Regions from separate parts of the Zea mays genome. Here region 1 is linked to region 2. The links are chromatin contacts, called in public Hi-C maps. All regions are on one chromosome and are shown on one strand. The core of a region is the stretch at or near the end of the contact, and the rest is flanking DNA. Distances in the headings are between cores, read along the strand shown.

Region 1 (3,799 bases), core at 1,299-3,798, 160 kb after region 2:
AATTTTCTTCTGCGTGCTAGTTTCAGACATTTTCCTAGTATTACCTTATACTTATTATTACTGTGTCCAATAACACCATGAATGCTACTAGTACTCAGCATTTATACGTAAACAAATTTGTGAAAACTGACAGGGATGAGTCCTTTAGAGTACTCGGTACAAATGGCACAATATCAAGTCAGTTTTCCTATCTCTGTTATCTCATGAAAACCAATAGGACACAGCAGTTGGCACATTAAAACAATTTGGGGAAACTAGCCAAAGAGAAGTCATTTTCAGTACTCGGTGTGAATGGGGTGTTCTTCTACCCAAAACCCACCCTTCGTATATCTAGTAACATCATGAAAACCTTTATGGGGTGTTTGGTTTGAGGAATGAGGTAGTCTATCACCTTCTTACTGCTCATTTTTCTTGTTTGGTTTGTTGAATGTAATGAGTTGATCCATCACTATTTCATTTCTCATAGGCTAATAATTAGTATTAATATGAGGAATGAGTTCATTCCACCAAATTTGTGGATTGAACTTATGATGCACCACCTCATCTAGAATGGATTCATTCTTCAAACCAAACACCCCATTAGTATAAGACAGTTCCCCATAGACCAGCAATTTATGGAGTCTGATCAAACATAAGTGATTTTCAGACAAAGCTACAAATGTCACATTCTTCAAATCACTCAAACACACAGCAAAGCGTTGGAAATTTTGGTTTGCAATCATTTTCAGACAAAGAAAATCTCCATCGTCCTAGACAAAGGCATGCTTGCCAAGGGAAGGTACCAATATGGGCAGAAAACTACTGCACAACCAATCGGCAGTATAAACAATGGTAGGAAAATAGAAGCTGGCTGAACTTGCACAAGAAAAAGGACCTGTGTGGATCTATCTAGGACCATAAAAAGATTAACAGGGGACCATCTCTCTTTTATAACGGCACCAAAGAGGATTATCTCTTTGATCAATCAAGGGCAGCCAACAAATACATACAGCCTAGATCATTAAAGAGGACTACATTTTTCATTTCACATCAGATATACCTAGCAAACCCGTTACTTGTGGCAATGTGACAGTTTGTTTGTGGAACAGACAACAAGTAAGGCCCTGTTTGGGAACAAAGTTTTTGAAAACTACAGTTTTTGAAATACTATACTATACTTTAGTTATGACAATACCGTAGTTTATAATACCGCAGTTTTGAAAACTGAGGTCCAGAGCTAAGTTTAGAATGCCTTAAAACAACTATAGTATTTGCAATACTTCAGTTTTGAAAACAGAGATTTTACCCAGCTTGCCAAACACCATTATGTATATAATACTGCAGTATTTGAGAATACTGCAGTATTCTTCCAAAACTGCAGAAAAACTTTGTTCCCAAACACCCCCTAAGAGGCATTCCATGAAAAAGTAGGCAATGGTAGCTGCCAGAGTACTAGTATTATATTAGAACGTAAATGCAAGGAGACGGCCATAGCAAGAATCAAGATTTCTACGAACTGCAAAACCACCAAACTCATTGCTGACAGGCGCAACAGACGAAGTGCAAATCTGACAGCAGTTTAGTCAAGATGTGAATATTCTTCATAAGAGAAGTTTTGCATATAACAAAAAAATTGCATTGGAGTTATGTGTCAAAACTGAAAGAATTTATTTAATTGAAAGATGGCAGTTTCCTCCGGGGCCTCAACTGTTCGCGTTAACTTTGTATTTTCGCGAAAACGCATCCTTTCCTGACCAGCACTGCCGCAGAAGAAAGCACACATGCAGGAGATTCGCGATTATTATTGTGTCTGTAATAATTAATTAACGTCCAGACATGGGGGATCTAAATTCTACGGCAATGCAGGTAGCACTGGGAAAAACTTGTGCGATGAACAGTTGTGAGATTTTCTCCATCTTGGTTCCCAAAAGAACCAGATCGACAAACACCGGAGATTTTTTTTTTTTGTTACAATGGGGAACGAACAGAACGCGATTCCGGCGTCCGGCCCCACGATCCAGGCGCGCGGAGCACAGATTCGCGGCGTCCGGATTGCATTGTGATTGCGGGCAGGAAGAAATGAAGGGAGATGAGAGAGAAAGAGCGAGACTGCGCACCGTCGCTGGTGGGCGCGGGCGCCGGTGCCTGCGCCGCAGCGGCGGCGGTCATGAGTATGGCGAAGACGAGAGCGGCCACCGCCATCGCAGCAACCGCGCCGAGCGGAGCCCTTGCCACGGCCATTCCTCCCCGGGAGTACCTCCCGCTGTCGCCGGCGTCGGAAGAGGAGAGGGGGTGGACGGATCACGTACGGCAGCGGCCACCACGCCACGCACGCACCGGCACCGACCACGAACGCACGCGCCTCTCTCTCTCTCTCCCGTCCCGTCCTCCCTACTCCCTAGTCCGCGCTCCTCAAAAAAGCCTAGGCCTGCTACGACGTGGCTGCGCATCTGAATGTTATTGAGAACGCCGCTTGCAAGCTACGTACCTTCGATGACATGTGGGTCCATTTTGACGCTGTGTTCGGCGGACCCGCCGCAGGGCGTCGTGCAAGGGAACCACGGTGGAGCCAGTTTAGGGCCTTGGTGAGATTCCCTTTCCAATGCGCAGGACGGCCGGGTGGCCGGTGAGACTAACTCCAAAGGCAGCCCCTACGCAGCCCCCTCCCCTTCGCATGGCATATAGGGGCACTCTACGATCGCAGCGGTGCTCTATACAACACAATACTCCAGCCCTTTTCTCTCTCCTCTCAGATCTAGCGGGTCACTGTTCATCCCCTAAACACTGTGTTGTAGATCCACGAGTAATTGTTAGTCGATAAAAATTGATAGTTGATATAGAAAATGATTTTTTTAGTTGTAGTGAGATATATGAGGAATATTTAGGGGGAACCGCTGTGGGAGATGAAAAAATAGAGGGGGAAAGTGATATAGGGGGGAAAATTTAGGGGTAACGGTTGCGAATAGGCTGAGTGAGCTCGTCACACTGCTGGAGCCCGGGCTATGTGGGCCCAGTAGCACAGGGAGGGAGGTCTCATGACTAGGGATGGAATTCTCTGGTTTTAGCTCACAATTTTCATCCTCGTGATAAAAAAACATCATCACGTATAAATTTAATGAGTTCTCATGGAGAACAAGAATAGATAATAATGTCTCATCTCCGTCCCTCCTGTTGGAGGAGAATTTTTCCATTTACATTTCGGCGGGGAAGAAACTTTATCATCCCTATCCTCTAAGAGTTTGTTCGATTGCATCGGGATCCAAGGGGTTGAAGAGATTAAATCATCTTCTATTCAATTTTGACTAGGGATGAATTTATTTAAGCCATGTTTGGTTCACTGCCTAACTTGTTACGCTTTACCTAACTTTTCTGTCTAAGATTAGTTTTTTTAATTCGAACGACTAACCTTAGGCAAAGTATGGTACAGTTAACCATAAACTAAACAATCCCTTAATCTCCTCCAATCCTATGTGATTCAGACGCAACCGAACAGGATCTAATAGAAGAATTCCCTATGGAGAATCAGGATCGGGTCTCCATTATCATCTCTAGTTATGACTCATAACTCATGTGACTCATGTGGTGTGCCGTGATCTGTTGCAGTGTGTTTGGTTTGCAGCACGGCATAGATCCAGAGTGATCCGAACCTGTATCCGAGCCTACAAAATCGTTTGGATAGCGTCACGGAGTCTACCCATCCGTCATCCACTCATTCCAAAATACAACAGAACCCTAGCAGCGACTCGTTCCTCCAAATCAACCGGATGAGCTGACTCCCGTTCGCATCTCGCACCTGGCGGCGGCGGGGCAGCTCTGAGGG
Region 2 (4,097 bases), core at 798-3,297:
CAAAGCCATTCACAATTTGAGATAGAATACGCAATTCCCTTCAAACTCTATTTATAAGAATCAGACAGTAAGTTCCCTAATTGCCTGGAACAGGGTCCAGTCCATTGTAAAGAATGATCAGCGCCCTAATAAAACCGACAAAAACGAACTTTGGTTAAAACTCTGTACAGCCAAACAGAATGATCTAATAATTCTTCAGCCTCTTGCTAGGTAAACCTCCAGAAGTTTTCCTTTCCCATTCGATTGTGAGCTCCTTGGTTGAATACTGTACTCGATTCTCTTCCTGTATTCCATGGCTGGAGTTTTACTTCCAAATGTAATTTGATGCAGCTGGAAGAAAGCAAGCACACTTACTGCAAACATTGCAGCGTTACCGAGAGCACCACCAATCTTGTCCAGTCGAAATGAATTCTTGGCTAAAGACAAACTGCTAGATAACATGTTTGACATAATCCTTGAACCGTTGCCCCTGTTGTCCTCTGCATCATCCTCTGATCGGCTATGGGTAGCACAAACATCTTCAAATGAGATAAATTGACTCTTGTCACTCACTTCACCAACAAATGCCAAGACCTCATCGATGATTCTATGCTTCTTCCCTTGATGTTCTGCTAACCTCGTAGCAAGGACTAGACGGCTTTGCTCCAGTCTAGCAATTGCAGAATCTCGCTCTGCCTGATGTCGTGATTGAACAGTCTGTAAAGCAAAATTAACACTAGTGAGAAATAGATCTCACAAAAAGATTCAACAGGAACAAGTAAAACTAAGTTAACTAAAGGCCCCAGCACTTGAAAGTGTTGATAATGGATATGCATGTAAATGTCTATTAAATCCACTAACCCTTGCCATTGGGCAACTTTGTGGTAGTGATTTTTCCCCTTAAAAATCTGAGAACTCATTTTGCTAAAATAGTAAAACAGAATAAATTTAATAAGTAAGTGATCTAAGTACTTACAGCACAGGACATGGAAGTTTTTACATAGTAATGGTGCTCCTATATTGGCGCTTTGCACGAAGTAACAATCAACTTATAAAGTATTCGGCCCCAACTGGCATCGAGAGGACATGAAACATAAGAGAGCAAGCACCCGAGGGCAATGAAGGCCATGTGGCTCCAGTGAGCGAGATATTTGCACCTCAACCATTCAAGGCCAACCACTTGTGAGCCAAATGACCTGAACTCTAAGTAAATAACAATTCCAATAACAAACGTAAATTCAGAATCATGGCAAAACATTAAAAGCCCACCTAGTAGAATAGATATTCAACAGCAACTTAGTTTCTACCATTAGAATACCATACAAGCATTGTATCCCAATAAAACACAAGTGGCCATTATGGATTACCATGGATTACCATGGATACGGTCATCCAATTCAGTTCGAGAATGAACAATCCATTAGCCACAAAACAAGCAGAGGCACGGGCAATATTGGTGATGAGGACTCGCTAATTTCTCATGCTCAATGGCTTCAACGCAACGACCGGCAATCACGAGAACAACGCGCGACCGGGGCTCCAAAAAGCAGTCCCCATTCGTCACAGCAGCAGCCCAGAAGCGGTGGTCCTAACCAGAATTAACTCACACTGCCAAGTGCCAACCGCGCGGAACCCTAGAAGAGCTGGGACTGGGATGCTCTATCCATAGGGGAGCAGAGGGGTGGAAGGGAACCAGGAGCCTCACGTGTAAAAACTCGAGGTGGTCCTCGACGTCCTCGAGCGCAGAGCGGATGGCGTGCAGGCTCCTGACCTCGGACACGGACTCCGCGGCGGCGGCCAGCGCCTCTCCTCCGCCCTTGACGAAGACGCAGCCGTTCCTACCGCCGCTGACTCGGTGGGCCCCTTTGACGGGTGGCGCGGACGGCACGGGAGGAGGCTGGGGAGCGAGCAGGAAGAGGTGCGCGCGGGAGGCGGCGAGGATGGCGTCGCTGAGGCGGTCATGGAGTTCCCAGATCCGCTCAAGGGCTACCTCTGCTTCCGACGCGTCCCACCGCATTGCGCCGGCGCGCGCTGTCTGGGGGTCCCGGTGAGGGGAGGAAGGACGGGAGCGGAAGCGGAGGGAAAGAGAAACGAAGGGGAGGGGGAGCGACGGGCATATGTTATGGCGGCACCACCGAGGCGGGTGGGTGGCGAGCTTTCGATATGTTTTGTTGGTTGCGGCGGTGAAATAGTCCACCTCCCTTTTTTTTTTGAAATGGAAACGCATTCCATGGCTATTAAGCAGCTCTAGGCACATCGCCGGAGACAATATTACAAATGAAGTCCGGTGCATGATCTAGCCATAAACTAGAGTCAACGTCACCTGAATTTGCTCCATGAGCAGTTAAACAGTCAGCAACTAAATTACAGGTTCTTTGACATTTAGACACAATACAACAAGCAAACTCAGAAAACATCCTACTCCTTATTTCCTTGAATACTACGCCTAAAGCAGAGAGGTCATATTCTTGTGAGGTCAACGCCGTCTTCAGGATCGCAGCATCGGTTTCAATCATCACATTTTGCATTCCAAGGAAAACAGCCAGCTCCAAACCTTTCATACAGGCGACGCTCTCAGCATGAAGGGTAGAGGATATGCCAGTCAAAGTGCCCGCCCCCGCAGCCAAGAAACTGCCATCGTGGCCCCTGATAATACATCCCCAGCCGCCCAAACCTGATTTCGCCAGATATGAGCCATCGCAATTTATTTTGTAAAAGCCTGCTGGGGGAGGCTGCCATTTTAGGTTCATAGGTGGGGCTCTAGCAGATTTTCCTATCTGAAGTTTCTCCATATTCATCAAATGGTAGGCAACAGTATTGCACACCTCTTCAGTAGATCCACACCTTTCCCCTTGGATTGCCTTATTGCGAGCTGACCACCAGCACCATAACAACAGCACGACCTTAATCTTGGTTTCTTCTCGGAGAGTTAGGATGGATTCAATGACCTCCAAAGCCGACGCTTTGCTTGCCAGGAGTATTCTTGTGTCCTCCAGACATAAACACCTCCAGACCTGCTTCACTTTTTTGCATTTAAAAAAGAGATGGCCACCATCTTCATCAAGACGGAAACACATGGGGCACAGAGTTTCAATTTTTATACCTCTTCTTGCTATGTTTACTCTGACAGGGTGGCTATTGTGGGCTAACCTCCATAAGAACATTTTTATTTTGTTAGTCACATTTACATTCCATATTGACTTCCAAACGTTCTCCCCTCGCCCGCTAATTGAGGAGTATGCATCTGCATTATTGTGATGGTCACGTCTCCTACTTGCCAAGGCATATGCTGATTTAACAGAGAAATTTCCTTTAGGATCTCCATGCCACGCAAGTGTATCCTCCATTCCTTCTTGGATTGGGATGACCATAGTGCACCTCCCGTTGGAGGGAAGAGTGGCGAGGAAAGCGCGGCTCAAAGTGCTTTCAGTATTCTCTCGAGTTTTTGTCACACTCGATTTTATGGTCAAAACCGAATACATAATATATATATATACATATGAGAATCTATTTTTCATATATATGTTAATGTCGCAAGTCTAATATATCAAAATATAATATAATAAGTTATAAATAAAGTAGAGTAACTTTATTACATCATTTAGACATAAGTGTCTTAAATAATATCATCATCAAAGTACAGCGGATAAAACACGGACGCTCTTTCACATGAAGATGACTGACACATCGTTAGACTTAGTACTCGTCAACATCGTCTGCAAAGTCTTCTTCATCACCCTCTGATCAAAATATTAGCAAGAGGTGCGCTCACTTATGGTCGGGGCTCAGCAAGTGGGAGGAGTAATGCAAGTTTAATAAGGTATGCTATGGATAAGAGGTAAGCATTTTAGTTGATCAATATTTTATTAACAACGTCTGACTTACTAATTGTAAGTGTATCCCAAAATATCCCAATTAAACATAAGCATATGATTATATCAAAAATACTTAAGTGAAATCACTTAAGCAAACCATTTAAAAATCATCGGATCATGATTTATTTTCCATCTTTAAGTTTAATTATCATGTGAGGGTTCAGGTTGCTCTTAACTGTGAGCACGACTGATTTATTTTCCATCTTTACACTCTGCAGAGGTGGTACAACTTTACCCACAAGT

Evidence for each region. Hi-C and Micro-C count contacts between places; a contact is called where the count stands out from the background.
Region 1: a contact with region 2 is called in a Hi-C map of tassel, with 3 times the contacts expected there. The contact joins the promoter of LOC100284120 here to the promoter of LOC100383799 in region 2. A contact is called at or near these places in 2 of 25 Hi-C or Micro-C datasets (ear and tassel).

The regions. Positions count from the first base shown.
Region 1 is chr4:230,653,270-230,657,068 of Zm-B73-REFERENCE-NAM-5.0, forward strand. It overlaps LOC100284120 (AGP16), which reads right to left and starts at 2,549. Exons shown (of 2, transcript NM_001331151.1): 1 at 2,468-2,549. The coding sequence starts at 2,489.
Region 2 is chr4:230,492,238-230,496,334 of Zm-B73-REFERENCE-NAM-5.0, forward strand. It overlaps LOC100383799, which reads right to left and starts at 2,048. Exons shown (of 3, transcript NM_001176433.1): 1 at 1,685-2,048; 2 at 956-1,175; 3 at 1-696. The coding sequence starts at 967. The coding sequence ends at 196.